Linked DNA regions of Anser cygnoides: region 1 is linked to region 2. The links are chromatin contacts, called in public Hi-C maps. All regions are on one chromosome and are shown on one strand. Each heading gives the region's core, a stretch centred on a gene start, on an enhancer-like site or on the middle of the called end of the contact. The rest is flanking DNA. Distances are from core to core; before and after follow the strand shown. Region 1 holds the start of CTPS1 (CTP synthase 1). Region 2 holds the start of DNAJC8 (DnaJ heat shock protein family (Hsp40) member C8).

Region 1 (7,734 bases), core at 4,981-7,480, 410 kb before region 2:
CAAGACTCCCTTTGATCTTGTATAGGAACTTAAAAAGACTTGACAGAGCCTGAAAATGTGCAGTGATATCCCTTGTTTCATAAAAAGACACACTTTTTCAAGCTCTGGCTGGAACTGAAAGCGCTAGTAAGCGCCCTCCAGACTATCTGATTATTTTCCAAGGTCTACCTCAGACTATGCTATGCGGATTACACTCAGCACAACAAAAAAACAGGCTAACGTGGATTTTTTGCATACCACATAACATTCAAGTAAACAATGCTCCTCTCAAATACCATTTAAACTTTTCTTTGTAATTTCTCCATATGCGAGCATGGGCAGAAGAACACCATCACGAAAGTAGTGTACAAAAATGCATTCACATATCCTTTTAACCCAATTTTGGGCACCTACCCTTTGGCCTCTAAATACTGATAAAAATCTCATTCCTCTGTATTCACAGAAGGAATGTTGAAGGATAAACAAGGTATTCAGAAAATACCTTGGATTCCACAGAATTGTTTACGCCTAAGCATATTTACCTTATAAAAAATAGATGTGGACACAAAAAGGACAATTGTAACGGTTGCTTATGCAAGGAATGCAGGTAAGACAAAGAAGCTAATGAATTATGCAGCTATTACAGAGAGAGCTAGAACAACAGCTCTGTGCTCAGGTAAAACTTCACTCAGCATTTGACAAACAGCTACAATATTTATTGCTACTTGCAATGAACAAAGTAGACAGCAACCTTTACCTGTTCTGGTTCAACATGACAGAACATGGAAATCTTTTCTTTTACTGAGGTATCCAATGGAGTAGAGCACCTGCAAACAATCTAACAGAACAGCAACATCAAGGTTCTGAAGCAGCAGACTACTCAGACATTCACACAACAAACCTCTAACGAAAAAAAAAATGTCTTTCTGCAATGTCTCTGCGACTTGGAAAAAAAAACCAGCCTAGTTACTTTTTTTTTGTTTGTTTGTTTAAACCAATATGCAAGGACTCAACTTATTTAGACTAGCTTGCTGTTGCAACGTGCCAGTAGTGCATTTTCAAATTCAAAGCCATGCAGCAAACCTTACCAGGTCTGGTGAGAGACCGAGGCCTCTGAGTTCACGAACACTGTTTTGGGTGGGTTTAGTCTTCTGCTCTCCTGTAGAGCTTGGCTGGTCAAAGAGCAGAATTTGTTACATTAATTTCTGATGATTTATAGCAATGACTCACGTTACTGGGCACTCTCCACCCTATTTGTCTCATAAAACTTTGACCCAGTTTTTAGACAATTTACATGAGCTTTAAATACCCCTGGGTACTATCATCATTTTAATCTCAAAAACTGAAATCAACCAGCAGAAACCAGAGTTCAAGTCTGTACAGTAAGAAGACATGCGTTCTACTGTGGAAAAGGAGAGCACAGGGAGTCTCAGGTCTTTTATTCGCTGTTCCCTCCAAATACCTAGTAATTTAAATTTCTGATTTTCTCTCCCTAAATCACCTAGCCCAGCCAGAAAGGGAAGGTAAGATTGAGAAGAGAGAACGAAGACTGATCTGCGCCCCTGTAACACAACTAAGTTACTCTGTCAAATCCAGTTCCTAAACAAGAATTACTCATGCATACTTCCATTACCATGGAAGACTTGTTTTCAGCAGCAATTCTTGAAATAGAGGTTTTTGAGTGGTTAAGATTGTAAATTGCGTTCAAATCCAGGGCAGATAACACAGATGAGGTTATATCAGGCGTTACATGGCATAAAGCACCTTCATTTGCTTTTAGTATTAAGTGGGGTTTGCAGCATCTGCTTGGAACATAAGGACATTTTGTTTTTCTTTGTGATTTCTAATTAACTGATTCTTTTAATAGCACTGCTTCTGAAGACCTTATTCAATGAATTTTTGAACCAAGGGCAACTGCCACTAAGACTATTATACAGTAATTAAAAACTGTCACATCTGGCTGCTGTTAAAGATGAAAACACACAGATTGTATTTCAAAACGCAGTACTATGTTTTGAAATTACAAAAGAAACCCAACTTATTTCATGAATTACAGATACTGGACATCTTGGGAAAAAGACACACAGTAACAGAAATAACGAAGACGTGTAGGAATAACTTGGAATATGATCATACTAAAATGAAATGGCTGTGAGGTCTGGCTCTACCACTGAATTTTATGAGAGCTTTGCAGAAGTGAAAGACAACACAAATGAAGAAAATCTGGAAGTCCTAGAAAGCAAATTTATCTGCAAAAACTAAATGATTCCAAAGAGAAAGACAGCAGTTAAAGAGTAAAAACTGAGTTTGCTGCAACTCCCAACTATTTATCATATGCTTACACACTTTGAAAATTTTCTGTTCTTTTCTTGTGAACCTTATAAAAATATGTAACCATATATTCTCTGCATTTCTTCCAGAACTTTCTATACACAGAAACAGAAATACAGTGTCTTTAGATACAACATATCAGAAACACCTATTTAGAAATCAAGCTTCGGATCAGAAGAAGCAGCTGACCACCAGGGCATTTTAGTTCCTTACCTGTGGAACTAGACTGACATGAATGTTACAAAAATTCTCTCTTCTGGCTTTGAACTGGAACTGACGGAAAGCTTCAATGAAAGGCATGCTTTCAATATCACCTACTGTTCCACCAAGCTAAAAAACGACAAAGACATTTAGAACTAAAGTTAGCATCAAAACTCTACTATATAGGAATGCTAAAGGGTACTAACACATACATAAAAGGACATCTAAACACCTCCCCAGCACCTCCCTCTAATTCCCTAAGGAGCATCAACACCAAAACATCAATATGAAAAGCAACAAGATTTGCCAGTTGTATGTGCCACTTCCTCAGCCTCCAGTGTACCCCAAGTATTATTCTACCTTCATGATTTTCCCCAAAGTCAAAAATCCACAAGAAAAACAGCTTCTCACATGGACAGCACATCTCCAGGGACATTAGCTTTGCCTTTAATCTCTCTTCAGGGAAAAGATTTAAGTGTTTAAATGCTGTTGGGCTACTATCACAGATCTTCTGAATTATCGTTTATGAACATTAGGTGGCACCAAGAAGCAAAATTTCTGTTAGTTTAAGTGACTATACAGTGTTTTTGCACACATGCAGATGAAGAAACACAAGGCATTCTTTGGAGCAGTGACGAACTCCTGAGCGCTGTCAGACAGTGCCTCCTAGGTACTTCAGGATCCATAGCTGCAAATCCTGGGACAGCAATTGGCACTCAAGCTGCAGGAAGAGTCCTAAGTCACCGTGACCTGGGCACTCTGACAACCGCTTTCTCTCCTGTATCAGCATATCCTGCCAGCCAACTCAGCGGCACCACCTCAGAGGCTCAGCCCTATTCTGTCTCCTCTGGCAGCAGGATGACACATACAACGTGCAGGCAACAGAACAGGGTTCGTCACTACTGACTCGTGCAATTCATTTTTCTAGGTCTATGCTGGAGGTAGTCACTCCGAGGGTCCTGTTACTGCTAAGGAGAGGCAAGTACTTGTCTCCAGAGGGTCACTTACCTACCCTTCCTCTATCCACCAAGTACAATGAGGGCACAGCACCATTAACTCAGACTTCGATGTATAAAATTACGAGAGCTAAAATTCATTCCGTAAACTAATCTGTATTATTCTAGAGAGCAAAGGACCTCAGAAATATAACTGTCCAGGACCTAAGCCTTTCTGTATATGGATTCACACACAGAGCAACCAGAAGATTAAAGTGAGGCTAACAGGGGAGATTTTTAACCACCTCAACATGCAAAGTCAAACATTACTGAAAATTAAAGTTTTATTAAACAAAACATACGTATGGTTCAGTTTATTCCATACAGAAACAAAGCTATGTTTTAAGAGCTACAAACCTCAATCACACAAACTTGGGGTTCAATACCGTCTTCATCTACAGGAATTCGTGCCTGCCTCATTACCCATTCTTGTATAGCATCTGTGATGTGGGGAACAACTGAAGAATAAACCATGGAAAGGGTTAAAATCACAACCTATCCCATTACAGACCAGATTATTGAAAATAACTAGCCAGTGCTTTCCATATCACATCAGCACTGATACATGTCTTTAAAGACGCATGCGTTTTTGAAGTGGCTATTCTTGGCTGCGATTTTCAAGAGAGGTGCTTTGGCAGGAAATGTAATCCTGCTTCAATTTAAACATATGTAAACAATGTTCCTTTTTAAGATGGAAGCTTCCAGTAAATACAGTTCTATGCACTAAGCAGAAAGTTAGCCTGTTTTAAACCGCCTATAAAAATCTTTATCCAAAGCAGCTGTCGAGGATGCTTAAAAAGAGAAGACTGATCTAATCCTCAAATACCCTTCGGGTCTTCTAAAGACATGACAGTATTATTTAAATGAGTTATCAACAACAGTAACAGTCTTAACGAGCTACCAAATAATCCACAGATATATTGGTCTGAAGTCTGTTCACATTTAGGATTGGCTGTTAGAAAGTTGGATCCAAGCCCAGGATATCGGTCATACAACAGGCAGTACGCTCCTGAGCACTGTACGGTTTCGAGGGGGATTACAGGTAAACTTTGGCACGCACCCCAAAATTTACACCAGCGTGCCTTCTCAAATCAAAAACGTCACAAAGACAGCATAGATCAGAAAAAAAGACCCCAAATTACGATGGAATTCAAAAGCATCCGACCAGTACAGAAATATGGAATATAGATCTAAGCACCAGAAACAAAGCTTCACATCACCTTGGACTGTTTTGCCGAGATAGTCTCCCTTCCTCTCCTTGTTGATGACATACTGGTAAATCTTCCCAGTAGTCAGATTGTTGTCTTTGGTGAGTCGGATATCAAGGAAGCGCTCGTAGTTACCAAGGTCCAGGTCCACCTCCCCTCCGTCATCTAGCACAAACACCTCGCCTGCAGGACACAGAAAGGCACACGCACACACATCACAGAGATATGGTCTGCATCAGCAACTTGCTGGTTTTGCATGTGACAGCTAAAGAATTCAACACAGGGTAACACCTTCTTTGGTTGCTACAGCAAATTCAGGAGCAGCTCATAAAACTAGAAGCCTTGCCCAACAAAGAAGACTAACGCACTGACGGCTGAACCCCTCCACCAGGCACCAGCTTCATTTGCAGCGATAAAAGACCAGAGTCCAAAGCCCCCGAGAGCCCATCCTTGCTGCAGGCTGCCTCGTGGCACAGGCTCCGCTGGCAGGTCCCAGCCGCAGGAGCAGCCGCAGGAGCTGGCACCTTCCCACCAGCCCCGGGAGCCACCCGAAGACCCGGGCGCTGCTCGGGGGCCGCTCACCGTGCTCGTAGGGGGAGAAGGTGCCCGCGTCGATGTTGATGTAGGGGTCGATCTTGATGGAGGTGACGTGCAGCCCGCTGGACTTGAGAATGGTGCCGATGCTGCTGGCGATGATCCCCTTGCCGATGCCCGAGATCACGCCGCCCGTCACCAGGATGTACTTCATCTGCCCGCCGGCCTGCGACGCCTCACAGCCTCAGCGGGGTCCGCACGGCCGTGGCACCCGGTGAGGCAGCGCCAGCGCCGCTCAGAGACCCCGGCCTTGTGCCCGCACCGCCTGCAGCCCCCCCCATCACCCCCATCCCGTCACCCCCGGTCCCGTCACCTCCTATCCTGTCACCTCCCACCCTGTCACCCCCACCCTGTCACCCGCCCATCCCATCACCCGCATCCTGTCACCTCCCATCCTGTCAGCCCCCCATCCCATCACTCCCATCCCGTCATCCTCAGTCCTATCACCCCCATCCTGTCACCCCGTCACCCCCCGTGCTATCACCCCCATCCCGTCACCCCGTCAGCCCCCGTCCCCCACGACCCTCCCCCCCCGCTGTCCCTCAGGCCCCCCCCACCCTCCCCGTTCCCGCCGCAGGGCGCGGCCCCCCCCGCCCGCCATCCGGCCTCCCCCCCCCCCCCCCCCCCCCCCCCCCCCCCCCGCGTGGTCCCGCCCGCCCTTCACCGCTCCCCCCCCCCCCCCCCCCGCGCCTGCCCGCGTGGTCCCGCCCGCGCGCCCCCTCCGCACCCCGCCGCCCCTCACCTGTTCCCGCCGGGCCCTCGCGGCGGCAGCAGCAGGAGCGGCAGCAGCAGCGGCGGCGCGCGGAGGGCGCGTGGCGGGGCGGGGGGAGCAGAGCGGAGCGGGCGGGGGTGCGCGCGCGCGCCGAGCCGCTGCCAGCCGGCGAGGTGCTGAGGCGCATGAGGCCGGCGCGCGGCGGGGCGCAAGCGCGGGCCTCCCTCGGGCGCCTGCGCAGTGTGGCGGGGGAGGGGGGGGTGAGGGGAGCCGCGCTTCAGCCCTGACGGGGCGGGGCCCGGTAACGGCCGCCCCGCTGGAGGGCCGGGCCCTCAGTCACAGGGCCGTTAACGTGGGTGAGGGCGCAGGGAGCGCCCGGTCTAAGTGCCCCCTGCCACCGGCACCGCCAGGAAGCTGTGTCCCTAAGCACGTCCCCTGACGCCGAACCGTTGTCCCGTCCCGTCCCGCCCCGGTCGGCGTCGCCCAGCGCTGCTGCGGGTCCCGGCCCCGCCTCTCCTGAGGGAGACCGGGGAACTGAGGGGGCTGGGGGCCCGGCACCCGCAGGCTGGGTGCTAAGAACTGCTCGGCACTCACTGGAGAAGCAGAAAAGAACTCGCGAGGCCGAAAGAGTTGGTGCAGCTGCCTTCTGCAGCCAGAGCTGGAACCCCATCCACCCTGACCTCTCCCTCGGCGGCAGCAGAGGACTTTGCGGCAGAAGCCTGGACCTAGCAGAGACAGGCTGGACACTCGCTCCCTGTCCTTTCTGTCACCCCAGTACTCTGCCAGCTGCTCTGCCTGAGCTCAGAGGCAGCCCTGATCTGTCCCTAAGAGCCTGAGATAATACCTGGGGTGAGCCAAACCCTCTGAGTCACGTGAAATCAAATGCCCTTTACTTTTATTTTAAAACCTTGCTGTTTGTCCTCATTGCACATTTATAAAGTTCTTGTATGTATGTTTTTGACCGTGCCATGCAGTTTGAAAACTTCACAAAAAAAATGTAAAGCGGTTACCCCGGTGCAGCCTCCCAGGCAGGAAAGCATTGGCAGCACCCAGCCGTGCACCAGAATGAAGATTTACGCAGCATTAGCACACATACAGGAGGTGCACCTACTCCACCCCTTTGCTCTCCCCTGTGCTGTGCAGGGCACGCCGAAGCAACATCTGCAGAAAGCAGTAATGGACACAGACCCAGCTGGTTTATGTGGCACGAGCACGGCTATACGCTGCACACCACAAGAAGCGATCTGAAATGCCATGCAAGAACATTTCTAAGTGCTTCCATTGGAGGGGTGCACGAAGTCTGTTGGCAAGATGGAGCAGTTCACATGCTGATGAAGTGCTCTGCACATCTCTGAGTACCTGTGGAAACCATTCTTGTTTGTTTTTTAATGAAGAATGTTGTAAGCAGCAAAAGATCAAGACACGGGAGTGACTGCCATCTGCCCTTCTCCAGATGCGCCATCACTTCTTACCCTGTGGCTGCTGAAACTGTGATGAAACAGTTCCTACTGTGATCCAAACATCTACCAAAAGGCTTCAGTGGTGGCAGAGGCAGCTCTCTCAATAAAGGAGGTGCATACAACCTGAGTTATGACACTGCTCTTTCTTCTCCAGAGAAGACTGTAAAAATCCCATTTTTTTTAGTTTCTCTTGACCAGTTCCCATCAAGATGTGGACCAAAGCCATTGCAGTGATCAGCCAGTGAAACACACTG
Region 2 (6,707 bases), core at 2,085-4,584:
ATAACTGAGAACGTCAGGCAGGAAACACACTACTTTGTAAGAATTTACTGATTTTGTCATTTTGAAAGAAGAAGACAGGAGAGTTTTACTGTTTTGCCTCCACGAACAAGCCCACGATCTACTGGTCTTTAAGGATGTGACGATCAATTTAGTGATCAGAAGCACTAAGTAGCAACTGAACCTCCTCACTGCAGATGCACACTGGTCTGACATTAAGAATCTGTAAATGAAAAACACTGTCACAGAAAAGCCACGGTCTCCTTTTAAATGGCCTTCATGATTTATTCTCCAAGTCAAGTACTAACACGATAAATTGACTGATCCTGATCTGGCTGACCAGTCTTAAATTAGGATTTTGAAAAGCACCTGAGAAGCAGATGAAGACGATATCAGGAAGGAGCTCATTCAGTGAACGGAAAAGAGAGTATGAGCCAGCAACATAACCTGTGTTGTGCCAAAAGAAGCATGGCCAGCAGGTCGAGGGAAGTCTATTCTGCTCTCATGAGACCCCACACAGAGTACTGTGTTCAGCTTTGGGGCCCTGTTGGAGTGGGTCAGCAGGAGGCGATGAAGATCATCAGAGGACTGAAGCACCTCTCACGTGAAGCCAGGCTGAGGGAGTTGGGGTCGTTCAGCCTGGAGAAGAGAAGGCTCCGGGGAGACCTCACAGCAGCCTGAGAGTGCCTAAAGGGGACCTACAGAAAAGCAGGAGAGGGACTCGGCAAGTAGTAAAGTGATAGGACAAGGAGGAATGGTTTTAAACTAAAAGAGGGTAGATTTAGATTAGATGCAAGGAAGAAATTCTTTAGTACGAGGATGGTGAGGCACTGGAACAGGTTGCCCAGAGAAGCTGTGGATGCCCCATCCCTGGAGGTCTTTAAGGCCAGGCCGGATAGGGCTTTGATCAACCTGGTCTGGTGGGAGGCGTCCCTGCCCATGGGAGGGGGGTTGGAACTTGATGATCCTTAAGGGTCCCTTCCAACCCAAACCATTCCATGATTCTCTGAATACCCACAGGAAAATCCTGTTCCAGGGGAACACCAGAATACGTTGCATTTCACGGAATCGTAGAACCATTTAGGTTGGAAAAGATCTCTATCATCATCTAGCCTAACTTTCAACTTAGAAAAAATTACCCAAGAATGCACAAAATTAATGTTTATTCCACCATCGTCATATTCCCAGATTCTTCACCACCGTTACACGAGCAAAACCAACTGAAATAAAAATATCATGATTATCGAATAGGGAAAACAAACAAATTAACTTAGCAGCCATCAGCATAGGTTATAGCAAAAGTGATGCAGTATAAAAAAAATGCTAGAAAACTGTATGCACAATACTCTTTTCCAAACTAGCAAAATGTTACTGCATACAATGCAAATGTAAAGCAGAGTGATTTCCTGCAGGTACAGAAATGCAACTTTTCTGAATACTGTGGAGAAAAAAATGTTTTTTGTAACAGTAATGTTTCTATCCAGCTATTACAGAGTGGGCCAGGAAAACACTTATGACTCAGGGAGGTGAAATGTACTAAAATTCTGATTGGTAATGGTTGCTTCAGCCAAAATAGAAAAAATTGAACACTGAAGTACAAGACAAAGGCGAATAAGACTTCTCACAAATCTTAGCAACATTTAAATGGAAATCAAATTTAAATGTAGTCCACATTTACTGTCCATGTTGTCCAAGTGTAGTCCATAGTCACTGTCTTCCTCAAGCTTTCATACTAATTAAGACTTTGTAACTGACTGTAGCTGGAATGAAACAATACAATGTGCAAGGGAGTTACCTGTTTTACAAGGACTCCTTCAAAATTGCTCGCTAGTATGAGAAGTAGGAGTCCCTGCTATCATTCTACGCCCTACACAAGTTCAGTGGAATGAACACCCAAAATAAAAGACACGGTTGTAAATGCTGAATCAAGAGTGGTCAGAAAAGAACCTGGCAGCGTAACACCCGTAGTGTTATATTCTCCTTCAGAAAGTACTTAGCATTAATCTGCCCAATCTTCCAGTGCCATTAAACGAGAGAAGCATGCGAATAGTTTATACCTGTCATAAAACAGTGAAGAGAGCAAGCACATACGCACCACCCTCCTGTCTTCTACAAAACTTCAGCACTGTAATCTACATTTAGAAATATATGTCTTTATGATGCTTGTCTCTTTATTGAAACAAATACCTGTTAAATCTAGGATTTGGTACGCTAAGTCAGATAGGAGGATAAAACATTCAGACTAACCTCAAAAGGATTCAAGTTGAAATAGGAAGATCCGGGTCGGGTCAGCCTGTCGATTTGGTTTTTTGATGTTAGAACAGAGTCTCGTTTTTCAATTTGTTTTACCTGAAGAGCAGAAGAGACCTTTATTAACTGGCCATCACAACACGCTCACCTGCTTTCCTGTGTGACCACTATACCAATTATCATCCAGTGTGACAACCGATAATACCTCTTGATCCTCCCAAACCTGTAGTTACTTTACTTTACTTTACATCAGCAGGACATTTTTTTCAGCATATCCTATAGCATGACAGTGATTTTGACGTTACCTTTTGAATATAAATAATAATAAAAAAATACTTCCGCCTGCCTCTTACATATCTTATGCTCAACTGCTGTGGCTTTGTCGCCTCATTTCACTCCTACACTTTACCAGCACTGCCATCGGGATCCCCTGGACACCTGCTGCACGGCGTTCACCCAACATCAGCAGGAGAGCCCATGAAACGTTCAGTCACACCACTGCAAGCGTACAGACGCCTCATGCTAACCACCAATTACCTAATTTCGTTCAGTTTGCTTTTTTTTTTCTTCTTTTTTTAACGGTAACCCACCGTTATTTTTTTTAATAACCCCCCCCCCCCAATAAATCGGCAGCGCCCTTCCGTGGGCAAGGCTGAGCTCCACACACGGCAGCCGCGCACAGGCCCAGGGGAGCAGCGCGGGCTGAGGGGCAGGGGCAGGGGCAGGGCCCCGCACCCCCCGCGCCCCGCGCGTCCCCCCCCGGCCCGGCCCGGCCCCGGCGGCGCCCCCGGCCCCTCCCCTCCCTTCCCTTCCCGGCCGGGCCGGGCCTTCCCCCCCCCCGTCGGGCGGGCACCGCCGCGCCGCCGAGGCCCCGGCGCTGACAGGGGAGCGTCTCCGCGAGGCGGCGGCGGGGCGGGCGGGGCGAGGTACCTCGTTGTAGAAGGTGAGGAACGCCTCCTCGGCGGCGCCCCCCGCGCCGCGCTCCCCCGGAGCCGCCATGGCCAGCACCGCGTGACGCCACGCGCGCGCCCGAGCGCGACGCCGAGGCCGAGGCCGAGCGGGGGAAGGCACCGCCCCCCGGCACGTGACCGCCGCGGCGCAGCCATGGCAACAGGCCCCGCCCCGCGCCGGGGGGGGTGGGGGGGCGGGGGGCGGTGCCGCCGCGCGGGGCTCCCTCGGGCGGGCGCGGGCGCCGCCCCCTGCCCCCGCCCCGCCCCCCCGCCGACGTGCCGGGGCCGGGCGCGGCGCTGGCCCCGCCCCCCGCGCGCCGCCGCCTCGTCCGCGCGGCGGCCCAAGGGCAGGCGGCCATGGCGGCGGTGGCGGCGCTGCGGGGCGGCCTGCGCGGGGCCCTGGTGGCGCAGCAGCAGCGCGCCTGGAGCTCGGGCTCGGGAGCCGACCAGGTGGGGGGCGGCGGGCCGGGGCGGGGGGGGTCGCGCGGCCGCCGTCCGCCTCACCGCTGTCGTTTCCCCGCAGCTGGGCGAGCTGGGCAAAGGCGCCGGGAAGGGCGGCGGCGGCGGCGGCGCCATCCGCGAGGCCGGCGGCGCCTTCGGGAAGAAGCAGGCGGCCGAGGAGGAGCGGTACTTCAGGTGAGCGCGGGTGAGGCCGGGCCTGCCGGGGGCCCGCCTCGCCCCGCACGGCACGGCCCGGCCCGGCCCGGTCGGTCACCGGCCGCGCGCGAGGCCGAAGCCTCGCCAGCCCCCCCCGGGCACGGCGCCGGGGCCTCGCGCTGCCCCCCGGGTGTGCGCTGCCGTGCCCGGGAGCTGCCGGGCATCCCGTGCCGTGCTTCTTGCAGGGAGAAGGAGAGGGAGCAGCTCTCTGCCTTAAGGAAGCACCATGAGGAAGAGATCGATCACCACAAGAAAGAGATCGAGCGACTGCAGAAAGAAATCGAGCGTCATAAGTATAAGATCAAGAAGCTTAAAGATGATGACTAAGCTGTTGCTGAGTCCTGTTTGCCTTGTACGGCCGCTGCTTATTGTGGTGTAAAACAGCATCGAAGACTGTATGCTTTGGCCAAAGTGATCCAAATTTGTCCTATTATACTGCAATCTGCAACAATGTCAAATAAACTACTCAGTCTCTCTCTTCTGCACAGTAACTGTTTAATTAAAAAAAAATCTGTGTGATTTTAAACATCATAGTTCTTCTGAAAAAGTATAGAATCGTAGAGTTATAGAACAACCTGAGTTGGAAGGGACCCATAAGGATCATCGAGTCCAACTCCTGGCACTGCACAGGTCTGCCCCAAAATTCAGACCGTGTGACTACGTGCACAGTCCAAACGCTTCTTAAACTCTGGCAGGCTTGGTGCGGTGACTCCTTCCCTGGGTAGCCTGTTCCAGTGGGTGACCACCCTCTTGGTGAAGAACCTCTTCCTGATGTCTGGCCTAAAGTAGACAAAAACCATCATCGTTCTTCTGTTCTTAAGTAGGCAGTCCTGTATATAACCTTACAGTTTTATTTCTTGTTTTTTTTTGAAAGAAATGACCACGGGTTGTTAGTGTGCTAACTTTACAGTTAAAGCTGCAAGAAAAGTAGAAAAACGTGAAAAGGTACTTGAGTAGAGACCTGTTCACACAGAAATAACTTTCTCAAGAAAATTGTCATTCGTGGTCGTGCAGGGAGAAGACGGTGCTCTACTGCGCTAGCAGAGTGTGAATAAAAGGTTCTTTTGTTGCACTTAGCGATTAGTGCCATAAACAAAAGAAAAAAAAAACCTCTTCTAAATCATGGTGATTTCACTTGGGGTTGAGCAAAGCAGCTGAAATCCTGACTTCTACATAAATATTACTTTCTCCAAAGACTTTTTTTCCAAATGGTGGTTTTCTCTTTCTGCAGTTCTGGGTGTTTCTTAAAACAAGTCTTTCAAACAAAGATGGATTAAGATGCATCTTATGCAGGTTCAATCACATAAGATTTCTTGACAAGAAATCAGCAATATGCCTACAGAAGCGGTGTGGTCTTATTTCACTGAGCCCTGAAAAGAAGGGGATTGTGTGTAGTAAGAATGGACAAGTAAGAAAATAGGCTTTCCTTCCTCACCTTTACTGCCTTTCCTCTTAAATTTGCCCGAACAGACTTGTAGTTTCTATCACTGCCAAAAAGCCACCCTACGTTAAAGTAAATTAAACTGTCAAGTGTTGCAATGAAGCTGGACTAGGGGATTACGCAGCTAGCTCCATCTTTTCTGGAACAGCAGAAGGCAAATGGGCCTTTGGTATAGAAAGTGCTTAGACAAAGGTAGAGCCAGCTGGCTGACCGGGTCACAGTTTCTCATCCTCAATCAGCTGTTTACCCCTTGGGCCACTCTTTCACCAGAGAAACACTGCAGCAAGTGGTATTCCTTATTTCCAGAGGAAGTGATTGTAGTGCTAATGAAGAGTCCATGACCTTAAACTCTTGTTTAATGAAAACGTAATCTGGATGACCAACTGCGGAAGAGAGGCTGCACTGTGAAGTATGCCATTGTCTTGCTTTGTTCGGTCTGTGGGATGTGGTGTTAGCAGTGCGTGGGGTGCGCATACAGCTGCCTGCAGGGTTCCATCTTTGTAGCTGGGGCTGATTAACCTGAGCCAGAAGCATTAATGTCTCCCCCTCCCCACCTCCCTGGCAATACGAAACCTGGCGGGAAGAACTGTGTCATGACAAACAGTATACTATCAATCTTAGTTCTTAAGCACTTAAAAATCCTCTTTTTCCTGCTGTAGCTGTGAGCTGGTTGGCTTCCCCAAAAAGCTGTGGAGTCACTCGTGAGATGTCACCACTGAAAAACAATTTCTCTGCATCGTGGCTACAGTGGACTATGGAATAGCTGAAAGACATTTTAGGACAACATTGTATTCTAAGGTCTTCTGAGCACGTTCCACTGGCATCCCAAGGAGGTGAAACCCACAAACTGTGTGTGAAGTCCTAGAGACTTAGGTGTGTTAGGAATCACTACATGGGGTCATTCTGATGGTCTGAATTCATCATTGTTTTACAACTGAAACACTGCTATGCCTTGTATATGTCCAACAGCTCAGCCGCAGAGCCTCTGCCAAGGTACCTTTAGCGGTAGAGGGGATTTGCTGGGAGATGGTGAGAGTGTTCTGATGTGGACCGCTATAATCTCCTACTATGTCTCTGGGAGAGGTTTACAGACTTTCTGAAGTGCCCTGGAGCTCAGGTGTGCAGTACAGTATTTTGCTATACAACAGAGAGCTTTCCTGACTGACGATGCTCACCAAAGCTTCTCTTTCTTTCCTCAAATTTAAACTGCACAAGTTTCCAGGGGGCTACTGTGCTACAGTGGTGAATGTGCTGGGTCCCTTAACGTGTTCATAAGCCCTTCCTGTCTCCTGGAGAAGGTCTAGTTGATTCACTGCTTTGCGGTCGTCCTGAATGTGCATCAGGTCACAGCAATGGAAGTACTCACAACGATGAGGACAGACAGATGCGGATCTCAAGCAAGTAGGCAGGCT

What was found. Hi-C and Micro-C count contacts between places; a contact is called where the count stands out from the background.
Region 1: a contact with region 2 is called in a Hi-C map of liver, with 2.4 times the contacts expected there. The contact joins the promoter of CTPS1 here to the promoter of DNAJC8 in region 2. A contact is called at or near these places in 3 of 7 Hi-C or Micro-C datasets (granulosa cells and liver).

The regions. Positions count from the first base shown.
Region 1 is chr24:899,620-907,353 of Taihu_goose_T2T_genome, reverse strand. It overlaps CTPS1 (CTP synthase 1), which reads right to left and starts at 6,230. Exons shown (of 19, transcript XM_066982772.1): 1 at 6,051-6,230; 2 at 5,297-5,474; 3 at 4,727-4,897; 4 at 3,864-3,964; 5 at 2,524-2,640; 6 at 1,068-1,151; 7 at 737-817. The coding sequence starts at 5,462.
Region 2 is chr24:492,469-499,175 of Taihu_goose_T2T_genome, reverse strand. It overlaps DNAJC8 (DnaJ heat shock protein family (Hsp40) member C8), which reads right to left and starts at 3,334. Exons shown (of 9, transcript XM_066982592.1): 1 at 3,178-3,334; 2 at 2,245-2,346. The coding sequence starts at 3,246. It overlaps ATP5IF1 (ATP synthase inhibitory factor subunit 1), which reads left to right and starts at 3,488. Exons shown (of 3, transcript XM_066982593.1): 1 at 3,488-3,647; 2 at 3,721-3,833; 3 at 4,040-4,339. The coding sequence starts at 3,555. The coding sequence ends at 4,181.